2 separate regions of the Zea mays genome follow, and region 1 is linked to region 2. Evidence: chromatin contacts called from public Hi-C data. All regions are on one chromosome and are shown on one strand. Each heading gives the region's core, a stretch centred on a gene start, on an enhancer-like site or on the middle of the called end of the contact. The rest is flanking DNA. Distances are from core to core; before and after follow the strand shown.

Region 1 (4,654 bases), core at 448-2,947, 58 kb after region 2:
ATACGCTCTCCTCTGTTTTCACTATCGAGTTTCTGGCTAAAATACCTCATTTTCTTCCATACATAGTGGTGGTCACACTACAAACACAATTGGTGTGATCTCGCAAGACTACATTCCCTTCCGGTACAACTAATACTATGGTGCGCGTAAGCACCAACAGCTAAGAGGTTCCCTAACCTCACTCAAATAATTGGACGAAACCTAGAGGAGGCACTATAAGTAGTGGTTTAGCAAATCTAAGCACTTCATAGAAGCGCCTACTCTAATCACCAAATGGTCTTTAAACACTTGGGTGCATAAAGCTACTAGAAATGAGTCTTATCTCTTCTGTGATATTCCTTGCCTCTCACGCCTCTCAATTTGCAAGTTGAGCTGGTATATATAGCCCTAAAGTACAAAACTAGCAGTTGTAAGTGACACAATGATTCTGGATATTCATTGATATGACAAGGTCCACATTTAGTGAGTACAACGTGAGTTGTACATTTTTGGTGAAACTAATCAACACAAATACTCCCCTCCGTCCACTTGATTTGGACGTTATAGGTTTTTAAAAGACAGGTTAGGGAATAAGTAAAATGACATATGTAACCATGCTTTCTCCTGATTAAACGTTAATTACAATAAAAGCTAATTGATACTCGGCGCCTTGAACCAAGCAGCAGCACGAAGGTGGGCAGCCGCTTGCAACTCTGGTTTGGCACGATGACCGAAGGCCCGAAGCAGCACGATGGAGCGATTGGAAGAAAGCCAAACATTGCATACTACTTTAGAATATTTGGATGCAAATGATATATTCTCAATAAAGACGCACTGCAATATCGCTGATCCTGGTGATGATACTTGATTTATTGATTACTCATTTTTTTATATATATCTAGTGTAGCGAATGATATTCTCGGTAAACAAATTAAAGGGGTTTTTTCTCTCTTAATTGGCTTGACTTGCATGGGCATGCATTCATATGTTCTTCATATAAGATTTTTTTTTCTTCTTCAAGAAGTTCAGATTGTCTCAAATAAAATACACAAAAAGTTTGTGGTGCGCTACAACCTTTAAATGCCCGTCTATGCCCCCCTCCCCAAGGCACGGAATCATGAAGCAGATGATGAGTGGGAGATTCAACTAACTTTATTTATGCTTTGAAGCAGCGCATCTTTCAGTTTTTTTTCTACGTTATTATAAAACTTGTGTGGCCGCTTTAACCGCCATTTATTCCATGTATATATATAATAATAGGACCTGATCGTGTGTGTAAGCGATAGGTAGCACAAGGAACAAGTCGAAAATGGAGGGCCCATGCATGATGGCTCGTGCGTGGCCCCTTTCGGCCCCTGAGTACTCACTCATGCTACCACCCTATAGCCTACGAAATCAAAAGCAGCACAGACAGACAAAAACAAACAGAGGGCGCGGTGCGGTGCGGTGCTCTGGGATTCCAACCAGATAAAAAGCTCCGACCGTCCGACGTGAGGACTGGACAAGACCCTGCGTTTCTCCGATGATTGATTGCGACCGTCGTCGTTGCCATGGCGACTTTCCCGTCTGATCAGCGAGCGAGGGATGTACTCTACATTGTCGGCTTTGGTAGCTGCTGCTGATGGGCGTAGCAACATGGACAATCTGGAGGGGTGGTGGACGTGTGGGGGCTACGGGTGTGATGTGAACGCACGCGGTGTCAGCAGCAGCGGCAGCAACATGGACAGTGCCCCGCGTGAGACTGAGACGTCGCACTCGCACTGGCACGCACAAGCACAAGGTACCACTCCACTGCTGCTGACGCGCGCGGGCAGCGCTGGGCCGGCTGGCGGCCTGACGGTGACATCAGGACGCGGGCGTCACGCTGCGGCGACGTCATGCGTGTGTTGCGTTCGTTCCGTGCCGGATGGCGAAGTATGTGGTGGATGGAGAATCCCGGCACCCCGGCCGGTGTTTTTTTTTCCGCGCGTGCGAAACATTGAGCCGGCCCGCTGTAGCCAACACACCTTTTTTTTTTTCTCCTGTGCTCACTCGCCAGCGCTGTCCCAGCAGTCTCCCTGCCTTCCGCGGACGCAGCTGTCGTCCGGTCCGGCTACGCGCGCCGAGTGAGTACGTACGTACTACGTAGATTATGTACGAGCACATGCCACGCATTTGTATTGTACAGCAGGACCGCATGGGATTAAATTTGGAATCCATCATCCATGTTCTGTCACGCCGAGAGTGACCGGGATCGGGATCACTGCTGCGCGCGCGTCCGTTCCCATTTTCAACGTCCCGATCTATACTATACCTCCCGTGCGTAGGAAGCAACGGATATGGGGAGAGTCAACGCCTGCTTGTCGCGCACGGCGCACTCCACTCGGAGCGATCAGTAGTCGCACGTTCACGAACCGGACCGGTGTCCATGTCAACAGGTGCTGTGATGTCAACAGGTTCCGGCCGCCGCCGCCGCCGCCGTTCGCCCACCGGAACCTCTTGCTTCCATTTCGGGTGGACCGGCTATGCCTATAATGGTGGCTGTGGCTGGCGTGTTCGCTCACGAAGCGGCCAAACGTGCATGTCAACTAGAGTGCGGGTGCGGGTGCAGGCGCAGTTGGCAGCGGTGCGCGCGCGCTGCAAATGACAAAGATTGCGGCCGGGATTAGGGATGAAAGTAGGATGGGAAAATTCCGAACCGACCGTTATCATATAACCGATTTTGTTAGTTTTGTCCCAATCGATTTCGAACTCGATGTAAAAAACGAAAACGGAACGAAAACGGGATATACAAAACGGTAAACGGAAACGGAAACGGAAACGGTAGAGCTGTTTTTCCGACCGTTTAACCGGGATCCCGTTTTTAATCGGGATGATCCCATTTTGTTACCGTATTTTGTAATTCGGGAACACTAGGCCCAGCCCATCTAAGCCCAAACCTAACCAGCTAACCTAGTGCGGTAGTGCCTGGCAGCCTCGAGTCCTCCACACGCCGTTCATCCTGCTCTCCACACGCCGCCGCCCTCTCTCCAAAGTCCAAACGCCCGTCGCCCAGCACGTCAGGTCGGCAGCACATTCCTCTCCCAGTCCCAGGTTCCAGCCTCCGGCGGTCCGGCCCTCCAACGTCCCTCTCCCTCTGACCTCTCTCTGCCCTCCGCCGTGTAGGGTCTGCTCTGCTGTCCACGGCTCCTCGCTGCACCACTGCACCAGCAGGCAACACGGCACCCAACCTCAGCCGTCCAGGTGACCAGGCCTCCACCGTCCAGACCTCCAGGGGCTGCCAGCCTCCGCCGTCCAGGCCTCCAGGGATGAAGACACACTAATAGGATGTTGAGAATAATGAAGATGCAGCACTAGAATTTTCTAATAGGGTGAAGACGCACTAATAGGATGTTAAGAATAATGAAGATGCAGCACTAGAATTTTCCAGCTGACATTTTTTGTGCATTAATAGGATAAAGACGCACTAGATTTTTTTAAGAATGATGAAGATGTAGCAAGTGGCTCCTCTCCATGAGCAATGTGTCTTATGTTTGTTGAGAGATATGAGCAAATAAGCATTGGTTGTAATAGTCTATGTGTGCACTAGAATTTTTTTTGTTAAGTTTTGAATATATGGTTTCATGGTGTGATTTTACCGAACAAAAATATCGGTTCCCGTCCGATTTCGGCGTTTACCCGACCGGATCCTATCGTTTTTCGATTCCCGTATTTATCCCGTTCATTTTCGTTACCGATATATCCCGTTTTCGTTTTCGTCCCGCAAGTTAAATATGAAAATGAAAATGGTAGAGGTATTTTTCCGACCGTTCCCGACCGTTTTCATCCCTAGCCGGGATGCGACGCGACGCGACGCGACACCAACACCAGCACTCCAGCAGTGCGGTTGCGGGACGGGGTACGGTCCTCGTCCGTTGATGTTCAATTCTGATAGGTTTCGTTTGGCTTGGTAGGCGTACAGGTTAGACTTTATCGAAGCCCTCTTTGTTAGTGGAGGTATCAACCATCACTCGTCGCTATACACTGATGGTGATCGGCGGTAGTGAGTTTCCATTTTATGTGTTGTGATACTTGAGACTTTTGTGTCCTATGACTATAGATGAGATATTGTGATATTGTCTCTTATGACTATGGATGAGATGTTGTGTCTTATGACTATGAATGAGACTTTTGTGACATTGTGATGTAATTGATGAGACTATGGATGCATTTTTGTTTCGTGATTGTGTGTGAGATGTTTTATGTGAAAATATGTTTTTGCTATAGTTGTTAATATATTTGTTATGTTGTGAAATGTGGTATAAAATGGAAATAAACAGCATTTATAATGCTGGTCAAATTAACTTCCTAGAGGTTTACTAGGCCAGCTAACTTCTTACGGTTTACTATAGCCTCTAGTAAGTTAGCTGATGACGCTATGTGCCTTAACGGCATGAACCTACTAACTTTCAAGAGGGACCGCTAGCTCTAGAGCTGTAGGAAGTTAAGCTATCGATCTCATGGAGAGACTGGCTGACAGGAGACATGGAAACACTGCACAGATGGACTCTGAATCCATCGATCTCATCTTTTCATTCGATTCCTATTGCGATGCAGTGCAAGAGAGCAAGCATTATCTGAGTCCGCTCTCTGTCCAAACTGATGGAGAAAGAGCAATTTTGGTCCCTGTTAACGGTGTAAGTGAAAAAAAAACAAA
Region 2 (4,904 bases), core at 624-3,123:
CTGACTTGTTGTTAGCATGTTCGTTTCGGATAAAAGTCAGTTGTTTGGACGGCTGCATCTGTAATTCATAGAGAGAAAAACAATGTACAAACCGGTACGGTACGGATTAGAGCCAAACTATAAATGTATGATTTATGTAACCTGCATAGATGCATTTCATATACCGTTTGAAAAACCATAATTCCAATCCTCGTGTCATCGTCTCTCGTGAGGTGGCTCGTGCATCATTAAATCCTCGTGTCATTTCGAGTCTACGACTAGTGGAACCGTCTGAGGTAGAGCAAACTGCACGTACCATATAATTGGTAGTTGGATGTAGGTTGATCCAGTAATTCATTAAGTGGTCAAATAAATACAACAATTGGGCTAATTGGTGCATGGATGGCACAGAGACAATGATGTAATCAATGCTGGGTGGTGAGATCGATGCCGAAGGGAGCGATGGTATATGGTAGGTATTCACCTAATTTGAAGTGAGATAAAATATATAAACATATGTTTTTTTTGCATGGCATAAAAATCACCTAGTTTTCTCTGTTGGAATCTGTCACAATTTCGTAAGACTATCTCCATCAACTTATCCATACCCGTACTCATATTCAAACTCCACTATACAAACAGTACAATCTACAATGCAGAATAGTACAAAACTGTGCTTATAGGTAAACTTTTAGTGAACTACTGTAGTTGGCCTAAGAAGAACAAACAAGGCAACAAGGTTAATTCTTCTGTTCCCCTTCCCTTTTATATTTTTTTTGGGGGGGGGGGGGGGGGAAACAATTAAGTAGTCAAAGGCTCATTTGCTCTTTTTATTGACTAGCAAGCCTGGTAATCAACTGTTAGTTTTATTTTTAATGATTATCTCAATATAAATGATTAATCTTAACATCGAGCAATGGACCATGGAAAACGCATTCATTGACAATTATGCTATTATTATTTGTGGGCTTCGTCAGTATGTCATTATTGGGCCCACTAATCATAGGCATGAGATGATATAATAACAGAGAGTGGCAAAATAGCAAATCAACTCCCCCCGGCAAAAAAGGAAAAAAGGTGCACAAGAGTCAGTACTCCTCATTACTCGTACTAATTGTGGAGACTATACCTAAAAGACTTCTCAACTAAGTTAAAGAAGGTCCAATTTAAAATAAAATACATCTTCGTTCCTATTCTGTTTTTTCTCATGTTACATCTCATGATTGTATAATTGTAGGTGGTTAGACAAAAAAAAAATATGATGAAAACCGTACCGTTGCCTTTATGAACACCTAATGTCGCTTTTGTTTCAATAGAGAGTTAGCACTCGTGCAGAATGAAGAAAAGAAATAGATTAGAGATGATTTATAGTTTTTAGTCGATATTAAGGATAACATTTTTTAAGCATACATTAATGTCTGGCTCTGGCATCATCGATATCCTAAAAAGTTTTATTGATATTTAAATGATGATCTCACCTCTCATTCTCTATTTTAAATATCACTTTATAAACAATGTCATCTACAATACAAATCTTCTATTTTACACGATTCGCTGTAGACAGTCTAAGCACGCTTTCTTTTACAGTTAGTTTGATGTTCTAGCAAAACTATTGAATCAATTGAGATTTTGTGATCATTCAATTTTTCGAATCCCATGTCTAGTTTCTGAGAGCAGCACAAATAATTAAGAACGACTTGCTGTACGGTCCTGCCGAGTCCACAAGTCCGCGTGAGCCATGGAAGTGGAACGTGCCCCCTGTTGGCTGTTACCGCCACCAAACCACTCCAGCTCGTTCTGAGTTGTGCAGCTGCCGCGAGACTTCTTCCCGCGCTACCCGGGCCTCGCCTTCTTCCCTCCTCTATATAAAAGCCGCCAGGACGCCTCTTCCTCTACTTCTGTTCTGCCCAACCCCACTCCATCCATCCAAATCAGCTTTGCCTAGCTTATTATTCCTTACCGACAAACAAAACTGACACGGATCCGCACAGAGCAACGAACTCGCCCAGTCCGGCTGCTGCTGCTGCACAACGGACTCGATCTCACGGCCCCGCCGGCTCGCAGCCATGCAGACGCAGTCCCGCCTGGCCATGAGCGGCGGCGGCGGCAGCGGCGGCAGCAGCAGCAGCTCGGCCTCGGAGGACGAGCACGAGGCGGTGATCCGCGAGCTGACGCGGGGGCACGAGCTGACGGCGCAGCTGCGGGCCGAGGCCCTACGCGCGCTGCGCGGGCAGGGCCAGGCCGAGGCCACCGCGGCATTCATCCTGCAGGAGGTGTCCCGCGCCTTCACCGTCTGCCTCTCCATCATGAGCTCGCCCGCCCGCGCCCCGCCGCCGACGATGGAAATGCCCGCGCCTGCCCTGGCCCCGCGACGGGGCCGGGACGACAGCATCCCAAGAGAGTGAGTCGCCCGCTAGCTGCTCGCCTGCCTGCCTGCCTGCGCAACAGACAAATGGACCAGCTCCACCGGTTGGGGGTGGGGCGATGCTTAGTTTGTTCTAAACAAATTATCGCGCCCTGATATTATTGCTTGTCGCGTTCGCGTGCGCAATGCTTTGCTCGGCGCAGGCAACGGAGGACGTCCTCGCCGCACAGCGACGGGTACCAGTGGAGGAAGTACGGCCAGAAGAGGATCACTAAGTCGCCGTTTCCGAGGTCCATATATAATATCCCTCTTCCTACTTATTAGCATATATAGTACTTCTTTGCTACCTTAGCAAAAAAAAAAAAAAACTATACCCATTAGTCCTGAATGAAATATAATGGATGCATGTATCTTGAGCTGTTCTAGTTCAAATCATCTGATTGAATTTGACGAAGAATATTAATTTCTATGATGATATCAAAGAGACCAATTATGAAATAGATTTGTTTTCAGGATGGTTTGACTTTGTATAAATTAAGGAGAATCTACTGTATTTCTGAAGGATGATGTAATATATACACTGTGTCTGTTCTTTTATATATATATATATATATATATATATATATATATATATATATATATATATATATATATATATATATATATATATATATATATATATATATATATATATATATATATATATATATATATATATATATATATATATATACACACACTAGTAGTACCAAACTAGTGTAACGACCTGCCATAGGTACCAAACTAGTGTAACCTAAATAACTAACCCTACTCCTCCAATAATTCAGCACGCGGCCGCTATATATAGAAGAAAAGGGTAAGATTGCCCTGTTGCTGCAAACAAGGGCAAGTTTTGTGAGCGTGACGCATCTAGCTAGCTAGGCAGCGTGCTAGCAACGGCGTTCCTCTGAATGGACGGGAATAGAATTGGATGGGGATGTTGTCTTGAATAGCGACGCTGCGTGGCACAGCGCGAACACAAGAGACAAGCGTAAAAGCAGGCCGCGCTTGAGTTGACGCGCACGGCCGTGTTCGCCTTTATTTAAAAGATTCTGGAGCGGCCAGCAGAACGGATCGCCCACAGCCCCACATCTAAAGTTTGATTAGGCCTGCCTCTGCTCGAGCAAAAGCTAGCTGTTGATTAGAGATCATTCTGACGTTGACGCATGTTTATCTTCCAAGTAAACTAGCTACAGTACTGCACGCTTTTCTCTCTCTCTCTCTCTCTGCATTTGTTTTCTTGACCAGCTTTTTGTCACATCTATCTCCTGGTGGTGTACTTCTCGTGTAGTAGCTTAGACCTGGGTAATTAAGGGCCGGGACGTGTAGGCATCTTTTCTTGCGTCACATGTGTGACGCCGGACGCGATGGTTTCCTGTATTATTATTGGCCGCCATGTGCCGAGATGGATAGGCTGCTGATGTGATTCCAACAACAAGTAAGCGTGTTGTCTTATTTACTACAGTACCTGCTCACTTTTGTACGTACGTGCTGCGCAGGTGCTACTACAAGTGCAGCTTCCACCGCGAGCGCAGCTGCCGGGCCACCAAGCAGGTGCAGCAGTGCAGCGACGGCGACGGCCACCCGCCCCAGTACGTCGTCATGTACTTCAACGAGCACACGTGCGACACGGCGGCCTGGGAGCCCGCGGCGGCGGCGGCGGCTTCCTCGGGGGTGCCGCTGGACGACCTGTCCAGGTCCAGGCTGCAGGCGGTACTAGGCCAGGGCCAGCAGGGCGCTCGCGCGCTGCTGCTGGACGAACGCGGCGTCCAGGAGGAGCACGAGCGCCGGCTTCTCGTCTCGTCGCTCGCCTGCGTGCTCGGGGGCCAGCAGCAGCAGTCTCCTGCGGGCAGCGGAACAACCACGGCCGTCGACCCCGCCGTTAACGTGGGGCAGGAGCAGGAGCCGCCGCCGCCGCGGGCCCGCACGCCTGCGGCCGTTGACGCGGCCGGTGAGATGCCGCGTATCATTGGCGTGGACGTGGCGGGGCTGGATGTCATGGACTACGATGTGACGGACGCGCTGTGTCTCGCCCATTCCTACGACGACCTACCTGACGACGGGTTTCCGTTTTGCTGAGTGCGCAGCCGCACCACATGCATCTTCTCGCGAAACATACGTACGGTACATGTGCCAGGCCCGAGATAGTTCATGTCGGGCGCGACGGGTCACTGAGCCTTTGGTCATAGAACAATTAATACTGTGATATATAGTACTGTCTCTACTACGGAGTACTTATCTAGCAGTAGTAGTAACTACACACTTGCCCAGCTTATTACAGCCAGGCTTTGCGTATCTCCAGATAAGTTTAGGTCAGGCTGGCGTGATTAATTTGCAAGTTCTTTTTTTTTGTGTGTGTGTTAATCAGCGTGCATGCCATGTACTACTAGTTCCCTTGTTTTCGTTCCACTATTACAAGTGTGCAATGTTTTACATATATTACTGTGGATAAAAAACAAAAAAAACGCATACATTGTCAGTAATTTCAGCCGTCTCTTATGGAAATCCAAAGACTACTGAT

What was found. Hi-C and Micro-C count contacts between places; a contact is called where the count stands out from the background.
Region 1: a Hi-C map of bundle sheath shows a contact between it and region 2, with 3 times the contacts expected there. The contact joins the enhancer-like site here to the promoter of LOC100281370 in region 2. A contact is called at or near these places in 5 of 25 Hi-C or Micro-C datasets (bundle sheath, ear, endosperm and 2 more) and 1 of 3 datasets of contacts at active chromatin or transcription factors (seedling).

What each region holds. Positions count from the first base shown.
Region 1 is chr3:190,060,489-190,065,142 of Zm-B73-REFERENCE-NAM-5.0, forward strand. No RefSeq gene overlaps it. Among protein-coding and RNA genes, the nearest start is that of LOC103651063, 36 kb to the right of the region's middle. Within about 2 kb of position 1,698, at least 18 of the 20 cell types and tissues checked have an H3K27ac peak or open chromatin away from gene starts, as enhancers often do. A contact at or near this core is called in bundle sheath, ear, endosperm and 3 more, where this site is marked.
Region 2 is chr3:190,002,334-190,007,237 of Zm-B73-REFERENCE-NAM-5.0, forward strand. It overlaps LOC100281370 (WRKY DNA binding domain containing protein), which reads left to right and starts at 1,874. Exons shown (of 3, transcript NM_001154288.2): 1 at 1,874-2,380; 2 at 2,548-2,634; 3 at 3,883-4,822. The coding sequence starts at 2,046. The coding sequence ends at 4,462.